2 separate regions of the Mus musculus genome follow, and region 2 is linked to region 1. The links are chromatin contacts, called in public Hi-C maps. All regions are on one chromosome and are shown on one strand. The core of a region is the stretch at or near the end of the contact, and the rest is flanking DNA. Distances in the headings are between cores, read along the strand shown.

What was found. Hi-C and Micro-C count contacts between places; a contact is called where the count stands out from the background.
Region 2: a contact with region 1 is called in a Hi-C map of cerebral cortex, with 3 times the contacts expected there. The contact joins two enhancer-like sites. A contact is called at or near these places in 6 of 484 Hi-C or Micro-C datasets (cerebral cortex, embryonic fibroblasts, liver and 2 more) and 1 of 115 datasets of contacts at active chromatin or transcription factors (embryonic stem cells).

The regions. Positions count from the first base shown.
Region 1 is chr9:42,571,594-42,577,840 of GRCm38.p6, reverse strand. The region is part of intron 13 of Grik4 (glutamate receptor, ionotropic, kainate 4); the gene reads left to right. Among named protein-coding and RNA genes, the nearest start is that of Gm36590, 99 kb to the left of the region's middle. Within about 2 kb of position 4,415, at least 32 of the 459 cell types and tissues checked have an H3K27ac peak or open chromatin away from gene starts, as enhancers often do. A contact at or near this core is called in cerebral cortex, where this site is marked.
Region 2 is chr9:42,643,961-42,650,623 of GRCm38.p6, reverse strand. All of the region lies in intron 8 of Grik4 (glutamate receptor, ionotropic, kainate 4), which reads left to right. Among named protein-coding and RNA genes, the nearest start is that of Gm36590, 26 kb to the left of the region's middle. Within about 2 kb of position 2,798, at least 7 of the 459 cell types and tissues checked have an H3K27ac peak or open chromatin away from gene starts, as enhancers often do. A contact at or near this core is called in cerebral cortex, where this site is marked.

The DNA of each region.
Region 1 (6,247 bases), core at 3,166-5,665:
GTCTTACCTCAGAGCCAACAGTGTAACATGTCACATTTGTATCTGTTTCACTTGGGCAAACTTGTTACTTTAAAAGAAAAAAAATGGGGTTGGAGAATTGGCTCAGCAGTTAAGCGTATCTACTGCCCCAAAAATGAAGACCAGAATTCAGATCTCAGCATCACGAAAACAAGTAGGGTGCCCCATTAACACCTATCAGCCTATCTTCAAGTGGGACAGAGATGAGGGAGGTGTCATTGGGCTTGTTTCCCCAGGCTCAGAGAGAGACAGACTCTGCCTCAAAGAAACAGGGTGGAGTGTGATAGGAGAGATCACTCAAGACTCTCCTGGGCTCTGTACAAGTGCACACAGGGGGGCACACGGAGACAATCACACAAAAAGAAACAAACAAAGCTGATCCAGGTTTACAGAGAGATGTACAAGCTATGAATCAGCTTGAGGAATTATGACAAGGGGACACACCACTGTCCTTATCAACACCTCAAAGGTCCCCTTTTCAGCTCCTTACCCATTCTGTCTACTTTTCACTCTCTCTCAAAGATGGCCGCTAGTGTCAGGCTGGCCATATCAGTGTTCCCTCCTGATGAGCCAAGTAGCCCAGGAACCCGTTTCTGAGATGAGGCTGCTCAGGAAGTTATTGAAAGGAAAGAAGGTCCTCCAGGGACCCCCATAGTCTTTAGAGGGGCCCTCAGGGAGGTCTCTGGATATTTTCTGTGGCGCTCCCAGGAGTTGGATACTTTGTTTCAGCTAACCAAAACAGTCCTAATGACAAGCCTGTGAATCACACCAGTCCTAATTACAGGCCTGCGGAGTAGGAAGGAGGTGAACTATGGTACCACAAGCTGCCATCCTGTCAGGGCACCAGAGCACCAGAGGAGCCTGCAGGAGCTTGCCTGGGCCCGCATTACTCAGGCCTGGATCTCATAACATGGTGGCACAAGGAACACACAGTTAGTGTAGGAAAGGCCACTCACCGTTAAGGCTGCAGTCCTGAGAAGTGATGGAGCCTGTGAGCCTTATCCCATGTCAGCCTCCCCAACCCTGTCCCCAACCACCATCACCACTACCTCTTAGACCCTAACAAGCAGGGCTGGGACAGCAGCAAAAAGGGAGTGGCCACAGGTGGGGATTTCGTGTCTCTAAGCACATGGCCTTGTTAGAGATTAGCATCTCCACATGGACTGGATGATCTCAGTAATGGGCACTTAGATGTGTTGGGCTGGGGATGTAGCTCAGATGCAAGAGTGCTTGCCTGCCTAGCACGCTGGAGCCTCCACGTCCTTTCTCAAACACGACATAAACTGGGTGTGGCGCCACACACTGTAATCCTGTTACCTGAGAAGTGGAGGAGGGAGGGTCAGAATTTAAAGCCATCTTTAGCTACATAGTGAGTTTGAGGCTAGGTTTGGTTATATAAGACCCTGCCTAGAAAGAAAGGGAGGGAGAGAGAGAGAAGAAAAAGTAAGAAGAAACAAGTGTATTATCCTGAAACCTCAAAGAGGCTTCTACTTTCATTCCCTGAGCGGTGTGAATTGGGGCCATTCTTCAGAAAGCCAGGAGTGGTGACAGCCACCATGGTGGCAATGTGAGGAAGTCATCGCCACTGAGACTCAAAGTCTGGATGCTGTTTCCTTTCCACGCCACTATGACAAAAACAGTCTGAGGTGTGCATGATACATATCGATTTTCCCATCATGAGATTTCTTTGCACTCTTCAGAATCTACATAGAATTTTCTAAAGCAATTAGGTTAATAAATGGAATTAAAGTTAACACTTTAAGCTACAGACAGAGTCATAGCAGCACTCTCTCCCGTGGCATGTCCTATTCCAGGTCCTGTCCTGGCTGCTTTCTATGTGCTTCTTGATTTAAACTTCGCAATATATTCGTGGAATATATCTTATCACTGCTTCTGTTTTCCGCATGGGGAAACTGAGGCACAGAGATGCCAAGTAAATGACATCTATTGCATGGCCAGTACCTAGAGCCTAGAGGCTCTATCCTGAGCCAGTAAACTCTGCTTAAGTTGCCCTCATTGGGAACTGAGCTGAGAGACTCCGTGCTTGGCTCCTCTTTGAGGTTTCCGCCCTTTTGTTCCTCGATCACATCCATTCAGCAAGCGCTTCCTGGGTGCTAAGCAAAGGACAGACACTTCTGTAGACATAGCCAAGACTGTAAATGACAGGTAGGGGTCCCTTGTCTCCTGGAACTCTCACTCTTCCAGATCACCGGTAGCTTGATCCACTAGCAAGATACTTTTAGATCATGGCCCTCATGTAATGAAGATGAAGCAGGATAATGAGTCCAAGAGGGCTGGGAGTGGCCCATCACATGGGCATCCAGTGAAGGCTAGAGAGATGCCTCTGCATGGTAAAGTGCTTGCCATGCAAGCAGGAGTACCCGAGTTCGAACCCTTCGAACTCACATAAAGCTGCCATGGTAGGGTATATCTGTGGTGCCAGTATTCCTATGGTGAGATGGGTGGCAGAGACAGGAAAATTCTGGAAGCTTGAAGCCTGGTTAGCCTGACACACAAGCAGTGAACAGTGAAGAGACCATACTAGTCAACTTTCTGTTGCTGTGATAAACACCATGACCAAAAAAGGAATGTGAGGAGACAAGTGTTTATTTCCACTTACCACTTCCAGGTTACAACCTAGCATGGAGGGAAGTTTGAGCGGGAACTCAAAGCAGAAACCTAGAGGCAGGAACTGAAGCAGAGACCATGAAGGAATGCTTACTGGCTCACTTCATGGCTTGTGTTCAGCTAACTTTGATAAACAGCCCAGACTTGCTGAGGAATGACACCACCCACAAGGATGGGCTGGGCCCTCCTACATCATTAACGATCAAGAAAATGCCCTCACAGACATGCCATAGGCCAATCTGATGCAGGCAATTCCTCAACTGATATCCCCTTTATCCGGGTTCGACTAGGGTTATATCAACTTGGCAAAAAAAAAAACCTAACCTGCACAGAGACCCTGTCTTGCGATTTGGAAGGCAAGGACTGGCGCCCGGAGTTTTCCTCTGACCTCCACACACTTGCCATGCCACTCATGAGCCTGCACTCACACATGGAAATGCACATACACACATGTACAACAGAGAGAGAGAGAGAGAGAGAGAGAGAGAGAGAGAGAGAGAGAGAGAGAGAGAGAGGAGGCAGAGGGACACAGAGACAGAGAGGGACAGGGTGTTCAGAGGAAATAGGTCTAGTTTGAGGCAGAGCATTGGACTGTATGCTGGCAGAGCTTTGGTTCAGGCACATGTCTATCTGAGCACAAACAGCAGGAAGGAGCACAGTGAACAGACACCTGTCAGGGGACATCAAAAGTTAACACTGTCTTCTCAGTCCCCCCCACCCAGCTCAGACCCTGTGCCCTATGGCTTCACCCTCAAGCGACGAGCTAGCCCCTTCTCCCCACAGCCCGCAATCATTCTTCCGATCTGTCCTCGCAGGCCAGTCACCGAGCCCTGTGCCCAGCCAAGTAAATATTTCATAGGGATTTTAATTTAACTCTAAGGGAATCCATCCAACCCTGAGAATAGACTGTCACCTCAAGAAATAGCACCAGGGATGACTTGGACCTAGAGATGACATTGCCACTCCCCCAATGAATGCTAATGGGTCTCTGGCATCTGCCTCCCCCAGCACCACTGTGACAGGCTGGGCACAGTGAGCAGGCGTGTGAAGAGTGGCTGGGGCTCTCTCTGAATGGAAGCTTTCCGGGGAGCAGGCTTAGGGAGGAGGTTGGGAGAGGTGAGAAAACCTGTACAGATGACTGAACTGAGCATAAATTGTGTGTGTGTGTGTGTGTGTGTGTGTGTGTGCTAGCGCGCCTATACAGGTGACCAAAACTAGACACAATTGTATTCCCTTATCCTTCAGGAACAGCCAAGAGATGGGCTCCCTGTCTAAGCCACTGGGCAGGGACACGCAACGTTTGCGGATGCCATGTGACTGCTAGGCATTTTCCCTGACCACCCCTGGTGGGTGGCGTGGGCATCCATCCTGATGATGCAAACAGGACGCTGTGCTATTATGGAGTGTAAGTGATGACTTCCCAGGCACACAAAAGCCAGCAGTGGCCGGCCGTGAGTCCCTGGCTCCGTCAGAGTCCGTGCCTCCCTGCTCTGAGACTCCAGTTCCCTGGGCATCTGCATAGATGGGGATGGCGGGAGAAAGGCCTGCATGCAGCAGATGAAAAGATTGAAAGACAGAAGTGTGCAGATTCTCATCTGGAGTGGGTGGAGATGCTTTGCTAATTAACCTGGCTGAGCAGCAGAGAACTTGGCACGGAGAGCCCGGGGGTGGGGGTGGAGGGGCAGCTTCAGCACGGAGCAGGCCCTGTGGTTGGCTCCTGGCTTAGCCCAGACCTGCCTACTCTGTCCCTTCCAGAAGTGTAATTAGCACCCTGCTGACAATTGCTCTGGCCAGTAAGGACCTGGGTTCCCTGCTAATGCTATCCTGGACATTAGGGGTTCATGATTAGCGAGTGGGGTGTGCGCCCTCTAGTGGGGTTTCAAGTCACTTGACCTGATGAACAGAGAGAGGCACACTAGACTCTGCCTTCTCTCCTTCAGTGACTGAGAGAGAGATGGGAGGGCTGGCTCCTGAAAAGATGAAAACTTCGAATGGTCCTGAGGATGGGTGGTGTTGATGGCTGGATATTCACATGTTGATTATGTAACTGGATTCAGAGAGGAATGGCGTCTAGACTTTGGTCCAGGGGTTACTCAGCAGGGGAGAGGGGAGAGGAGAGAATACACATCATTTCATTAGACAGACACCAGTGTTCAGGGGACCAGTGAGTGGACACTGGTTGCACAGGCAGGATGGACGATGTGGCTGGGAGTCTCAGGAAACTTGCCTTTTCTGCCCCTTTTGTGGGATTTGAGGGAGTATACATGGTCTCTCAATATAACCCTAGCAATCCTGGAACTTACTCTGTAGACCAGGCTGGCCTTGGACATGAAGAAATCCACCTGCCTCTGCTTCCCAAGTGCTGAGGTTAAAACTATGCATCTAGCACACCCAGCTCACAGGAAATGTCTCAAGAAAAAGCATAAAACCAAGAGACTTGAAGGTTCACTCATGTAATTCCAGCACCTAGGAGGCTGAGGCAGGAGGATTGTGAGTTCAAGGGCAGCCTTGTGATACATAGTGAGATTTTTCTATTTAAAAACAAAACAAAATAAAACAGCAACAACAAAGCCTCACTGTCATGGTGCAAAGGTGAATTTTTCTAGAAAAGAAAAAACAATATTAATGACCATTTGTTAAAGTTATACTATATGCTAAGCACTGTGCTTCCAGTACAGAGTGTGCAATTTCCCTTAGCCTTAAGGGATCCCTAGTTGGCCATTGTTATTGCTAAGCACCGTGCTTCACTCACAAGATGTACAATCTTAAGTAGCCTTAAAGGATCCCGAGTCAGCCATTGTTATCTCATGGTAAAGTGAGAAGTGGGCATGGGGAAGCCATGAGGGTTTACTAAAGTCACAAGGCCAGTCTGGTCTAAAAAGCAAGTTCCAGGACAGCCAGGATTAGGTTGAGAGATTCTGAACACTTACTGTCCCAACCCAGAAAAACAAAAACAAAAACAAAAACAAACAAACAAACAAAGAGAGCAGAGAAAGCTCCACCCACATCGGCCATCCTGCCTGTCCCCTGAGTACTGGCATCTGTCTAATAATGAAATGATGTGTACACACTGTCCACCCTCTTCCCTGTTCAGTAACAACTGGACCAAAGTCAAGATGCCATTCCTCTCTCAATCCAGTTACATAATCACATGTGATTATCTAGTCATCAACTCCACCAGTCCTCCTGGCAGTGATGGGCTTGAACCCAGTTTAGTTCGATGACCCAGGCTTGTGATCACAGAAGAGAGGCATGGCCTCAGAGTCCCTTCCCTTCTGGATGTCATAGAGAATGTCAGCCCCTTTCTCCAACCTTACCTGGCCTTGATTGAAATGTTCTGTGCTCTTCAGAGGCAATCTCCCCAGGGATGAGGGCTTTTGGGATGCTCAGCACCATCCTGTTCTGAGCAGCATTTTCTCCCAGAGCCTTACAGAGGTGGAGATGCAATTACAGAGTTAAGTAAAGGGCCATCAAGAAAGAGAAAGAATCCACGGGAGCAGCAGGCATAAGCTAGGCCCAAAGAGGCATAGGGAGCCGAGGTGCAGGGGCACAGGACTTCCTGGAGCAGAAGCTGATCAGAGACAGCTCAGCAGGAGTTGAG
Region 2 (6,663 bases), core at 1,549-4,048, 74 kb before region 1:
CACAAAGCATAGTTTCTTTCTTAGTCAGGGCTTGGGCATTGGGGAGAGTGTGCATGTCACCCTTAAACTTTGAGTGACATGGGAGACTGATGTGAGAAGTGTTGCTGAGTCAGGAAAAAATAAGGCTGCTCTTGGGTCCAGCAGAGCTCAACAGAGTCTATGGTTTAACAGCCAGGCTTCTGAGTCCAGAGGAAGCCCAACTTGGTGGCAGAGGGACAGGAAGGTGTGAGGCAATGAGGGACACTTCAGCAGCAGGAGATAGACCTGTGTTTGGGCCAACACCCCTGCTCTGGCCAGAATAAAAAGAAAAGTGCACAGTGACAGTGCACAGCAAGAGGATTTTAATTCTCTTCTTCATTTGCAGATGGATTTAGGGATGCGCATATTGGTGGTTTAATCTGTCAGCGAAGCAACTTCTTGTCCCCAGTTATGATTCTCATGAGGCACAAGTCAGTTCCAGCAGAGCAAGTCTTTGATCAGTAGATGGGGCTGCCACCCAGATGGTGTGGGAGCCCTGGGACAGGGGTTTGGCTCGTGGGGTTCAAATTGCAAAACATGAGCAGTCATAGAAAGCCAGAGGTGCACATGGCCAGAGGTCAGGATCAAAGAAGGTAATGGGAGAAAGTGAGGCCTGGCCAGCAGAATAAATAAGCGTTAGGCTAAAGAGAGAGAGCATGGGCTGAGAAAGGGACAAAGCAGGGCAAAGAAGAGTCACTGTGCAAAGTCCTAAGGTAACACATGCACCGTACAGAGGACCCGTTCCTGCCCTGGTGCAGAAGTCACTCGACCAACCTTCCTTCTTTCTCTTCTATGCTTTCTCTCTTCATCATCTCCCTCTCCCTCTCCCTCTCCCTCTCCCTCTCCCTCTCCCTCTCCCCCTCCCCCTCCCCTCCCCCTCCCCCTCCCCCTCCCCCTCCCCCTCCCTCTCTCTCTGTGTAAACATATATAACATTAAATTTGCCATTTCAAGCATTTAAGTTTACAATTCAGTGGTATCGACACATTCCCGTTTATAAACCATCACCACCATTTCTAAAACCCAAGGAAACCCAAACACAACAGTTCCTGTTCTTTCTCCCCTGCCCCTGGCATCCTCTGTTCTTTCTTCTGTGTGAATACAGCTCTTCTTGTTCCTCATTCAGGGACCTTAAACAATATGTCTTGGTTGGTGTCTGGCTTAGTGCACTCAGGGTGATGTTTTCTGGGTATATCCATATCGTACCATGTATCAGAATTTCATTTCCTTTGTCTCAACAACAACAAAAAAAAACCTCTTTCTGTTATGATAGAAATACCCACCATAAAGTTTACCAGTTTAGTTTAGTGTGTCTTTCAGTGGGATTAGCCTATTCGAATTGCTGGCCACCATCATCACCCTCCATGTCTACGTTTTCCATCTTCTCAAACAGAAACTCTACTCTTATAACCCTGATCCCCTCCTCCTCCCAGACACGCCCTGGCCACAAAGCACACTTCTACACCGTCAACTGAAAATGACTGCCTGCTTCATGGAAATGAAGTCATACAATATTTATCCTTTTGTGTCTGGCTTGTTTTATGTAGATTATGTCTTTAAGTCTCATCCTTCTTCAAGCTGAATAATATAGCATCGTGCATGTGCATCACATCCTGCATTAACACATAGTGAGTGCTCACGGTGTTTGGTATTGTGGCTAATAGTCCCATGAACATGAGTGTCCCTCCCACTTTCTGCTTTCACTCTTCCTGGGTATGCACCTAACGAGGGAACTCACTAGACAGTCATCACCTTTTAATGTATTGGGACATCACCAAACTGTTCTCTAGAGTGACTTCACCATGCTTCATTCCCAATAGCAATGCACAGGAGGTAGAGTTTTGCTACAATCTTGCCAATATTTCTTAATTTTTATCTTTTAGTGAGAGCCACTCCAGTGGGTGTGAAATGCTCAGATAAATTTCTTCTCTCTCGTTAGAGTTTGCAGATTGGGAGAGTCAAGACCGCAGGGCTGTAGTGTAGGGCCCTTCTAATGAAGAAGCTTTGCAATAAGAGGAAGCAGCTGGTGTTTGAGAGTCAAGCCCCGATGGATGTTCAGGACAGGTGAGAAGCCCTGCTTCTGAGGTGTTCAGGGACTTGTGTGGACCTGGGGCTCTTCGGACTTTGGTTTTCCCATTAGTGAGGTGTGTATAGGGGTAACGCCTATCCCTAAAGGTTCTTAGAAGGGATTTGAAAATATCTACTGGTGGCATTGTAGCTGCTAAGCAGAGCTAACTACTACAGCCATTCAACTCACAAATCCCACAGCTTCACTATGCAGAGGCAAACACGCAGTCTCTTACTGTGGCAAGGGATGGGTTGTAGGGCCCTTTGTGAATAATAATGATAATAGAGATGCAGATGTTCAAGTCCCTCCTTTATGATGTGGCATTCTCTCCCACATACTTTAAATGGTCTCTATATGAATACCTACTGTAATGTAAATGCTAGCAGCTATTATTTGGAACCATTTAGGGAACAGTGAGAAGGAAAGTGTCTGCGCTTGCTCAGCCCAGACCTTATGTCCCCTGACTATTTTCAATCATCTGTTGGATGAATCGATGATTCAGAACCCACAGATATAGAAGGCAGATCTTACATTTCTTACCGGAAGTTCGACAAGGATAGCTGGGATAGAAATAGCCTCAAATAAGGTCATTTAGGGTCCCAGGCATTTTCTAGCTTATAAATATGTCTCATGAAGGTCAGGGGTAGGGGAAAACATGGAGGTTCACACACAGAGTAATTTATGAGTCAAGCCTTGAAGTCCTACAGATCACTTCTTACAATTCCATTGGCTAGATCTCATTACATGGCTGCACCTCCCTGCAAAGATGTCTGGGAAATGTAGTTTAGTGCCTAGGCAGAAGGGGAAATAGGTTTGGCCGTCAGCAAGGAATCTCTGCCACATTATTGAATTACTAATTGCTACTGTACTTCTCTTTTGTGTATGCTGCAAGATCAGTTGACGCCAGGACCCTGTCTTGTCTGTTTAGATGAGAACTGATCCTAAGAGTGGGTATTAGCACCTGTTGGCTCCCCAGTAACCACAATTGCTGTGGGGCTTTGAGTGTGCCTGCTTAGATAGGGTGCACACGAAATATATTTCATTCGGTTGCTGAGTGGAATGGAATGGAGTCTCTCTGCCCTTCAGCTTGCTTGACGGCGGTTGGAGGAATCTTTATTTCACAAGATACATGCAGGTTGGATACAGGACATGAAGAATTAAGGCTCTGGGCAAAGCCGTCTCTGTTATTGCGGCTTGAGAAGAAGAGGTGAAGAGGAAGCGGGGTTTGAGCTAATAAATCTGGAGGGGTTCTCCAGCTGCTAATGAACCCAGCAAGAGCTGCAATCACTTCCTAATAGGAAAGATAAGATCACCCTAATCTACTGTCAGAGGGCTCAGGCAGTCGATGTGCCATAGGAGGGAGCTGCCACCTTGGTGGGGAGAATTGTAGAGATTTAGGGGTAAAGTCGAAAGTCTCACAGGATGCCAATGAAAAGCTGGAAATGTGAGCACCAGGAGCCTGGGCATCCTCTAGCCTCACAGGCAGCCTGGATCTATGTCATCACCACCGTTCCTGTAATGCTGCCGCTGTGGGGGTGTGTTTAAAAGCAGCAGCTCCCCAGACTTGTTCCCTGGGGGAATCTGGAGAGAGGCTAAGGAGAATAGTTATGGCAGCAGGAGGAGTCGAGAAAAACCAGACTGGCAGTGAAGCCCCCGGGACGCCAACGACTAATCCCGGCACGGATGCTGGGTGACAGCAATGGCTGTACTTGCTGTTTATTGAATGACTTCTCTGGGCATGGCCCTGTAAACACTGCACCGTGGTTATTTTCTCATGTAAGCCTCACATCAACTCCAGCAGAAACAGCTATTTTGTTCCCATTTACAAGAGCAGAGGCTGATAATGCCTTGGTCTCTTGCTTGTAGTGGAGCCAGATCATAAAGCCAGGCAGTTAGCTCTTAACCGCCCCGCTTAGTCATTCCGTCGTCTACGCCAGCCATTCCTTCTTGCTGAGCTTAGTTCGCTGTCTGTTTATTATGGCTTTGCACGAGGAGGTCTCCGAGGGTCTTTCTAAGCCTTGGACTTGTTTCTCTATACATTGGTTGGGAGCAATCCAACTCACAATGTCCTGGGGATAGAACTGTTTTCTGGAAAGCGGGAAGAACGACACACTGAATGGAGGCCCCATGTGGCCCACAGAAGCAGTGCCTGTTTAGGTCTTTTCTGTCACAATTATAGCCAGGTCCCAGCAAGCTCTGCAGTAATCACCCTTCCACGTCCCAGGCGCTCCGTGTTTCAGCAGGAAAGGTGTGTGCAGCTGGCCTTCCTCCCCTCTGTTCTTTTACTGCCAAACAGACTTGAGTTTGTATTTATTTTCCAAAGGCTTATCAGCGAGATTAGCCATAAGTAATTGAAATTGCTAAAATTATTACAGGAAGGGGAAACAGGGCAGACACACAGAGAAAAAGGCAATTAATTTCTGGAGAAAGGGTGAATGCCTTTATCCCAATCGTCTGCTCCCATCTACGGCGAGCCAGCCCTGTCCATCTTCCAGGCGTTCCTTAATGTCACTCTTCCACTGAAGTCATCCTGACACATCACCAGGTTGAGTGTGTTGTCACTTTCACAGGTAGGTATGTGTGTGTGTGTGTCTGTGTATGGCACACTCATTTATATACACACATATATATGGCTGCACACACTCATGTTCACAGATGTGTGCCAGAGAAAGACATCAGATCTCCTGGTCTGTTGCTCTTGGTCTCCATCACTGTACCTGGAGCTTCCATTTCAGCTAGGCTGGCTGACCCACCAGCTCCCAGGATCCACCTATCTCAACATCTAAGCCCCGAGGTTCAGGCATAGTGGCCATGTTCAGTTTATGCGTGTACGCATATTGAAACTCAGGTTCACACAGTAAATATTCTTATCCATTGAGCCATCTCACCAACCTCACTCACAGTTCTTTAGCCCTGTCTAGGCTCTAAGCTTCATAAAGTCCAAACCAAGTCTGTCTTACCCATCTGTGTAACCCTAGTGACTGACAGGAACATAATAGATGCTCAACCAGTGTTTATCGGGTAGATTAATGGATTATTTCTTCACATTCTAAGAGATCTGGGCATGGGAGTTCTGGATAGGGGGGATAACTCATCTCCTTACATCCAAAATGAATTCAGTTCATCCCACAAAAGCTCTCCAGCTAAAAGGAGCCCAGGGGGTTGGCTGGCTGCAGTCCAGCCTGGGAATCGCTTCCCTATCTATCCCTAGGATGCCTCTGCACATATGTAGCCCACATAGTCACGGGTAACTTCTAAGTATCGCATGCCCTTCCTCTCATTCCAGCCTGCAGAGATTTGGACTGAAGGGTATGAGGATCCAGCAAGGAGGTTTATTCGGGATTCAGGAGGCAGAATTTGGAACTCCACCAAGGGTGGGAGATGTCAAAACCTGAGGTCAGGTTAGAGCGGAGAACGATCGTGGCAGAAGGAAGATGGAATTCAAGGCTAGCCATGGTTGATTGCACCAGGGGGCTTCCCTGTCATCAAGATGGCCACACTGTGCCCTGGTGGTCTGAGGTCACCTGCCTTCTTGAAGCCTAAACCTGGCACCTGACTTGTAAAGTGACAGCCCAAGGGTCTTCCGAACAAATCCCATCCTTTAGGTCTGAGAGGTCACTTTTAGAGGAGTCCTTTCCCCTTTCCTCTGTGCTGGCCACAGGAGATAAACAGCAACCTCAGTGGAAGCAGGGCTTTGTTTCTTGGAAGCAGGCAGAGCCGCAGATCAGCGGGAGTGTGACCTTTACTCTACGTTAGATGCTCACCTTAGGTTAGATGTTCATGTGGCAGCTGCTTTACCTATTGGATTCCATATTAGGTGTTTTTTTCGTTGCTATGTCAAAGTGTCTGACAAAAGTAATGGAAGGGAAGAAGGAAGGGAGGGAGGGAGGAAGGGAGGGAGGGAGGGAGGGAGGAAGGAAGGAAGGGAGGGAGGGAAGGAGGAAGGAAGGAAGAAAGGGAGGAAGGGAGAGATGGAGGGAGGGAGGGAGGGAGGGAGGAAGGAAGGAAGGAAGGAAGGGAGGGAGGAACGGAGGGAAGGAGGAAGGAAGGGAGGGAGGGAGGAAGGAAGGAAGGAAGGGAGGGAGGAAGGAACGGAGGGAAGGAGGAAGGAAGGGAGAAAGGGAGGGAGAGAGGGAGGGAGAGAGGGAGAGAGGGAGGAAGGAAGGAAGAGAGGGAGGGAGGGAGGGAGGAAGGAAGGAAGAGAGGGAGGGAGGAAGGAAGGAAGGAAGGAAGGAAGGAAGGAAGGACGGAAGGGAGGAAGGAACGGAGGGAAGGAGGAAGGAAGGGAGAAAGGGAGGGAGAGAGGGAGGGAGGAAGGAAGGAAGGAAGGAAGGAAGGAAGGGAGGGAGGAAGGAAGGAAGGAAGGAAGGAAGGAAGGAAGGAAGGAAGGAAGGAAGGAAGGGAGGGAGGGAGGAAGGAAGGGAGGAAGGGAGGGAGGGAGGGAGGGAGAGAGGGAGAGAGGGAGGAAGGGAGAAAGGAAAGGTTTATTTGGGTGAAGTTTGACAAGAGGGAGTCCACTGTGGCAGGAAGGCCCAGTGGGTGGGGACAGGGAGCATGGAGGGTTGGTCACATGGTACTT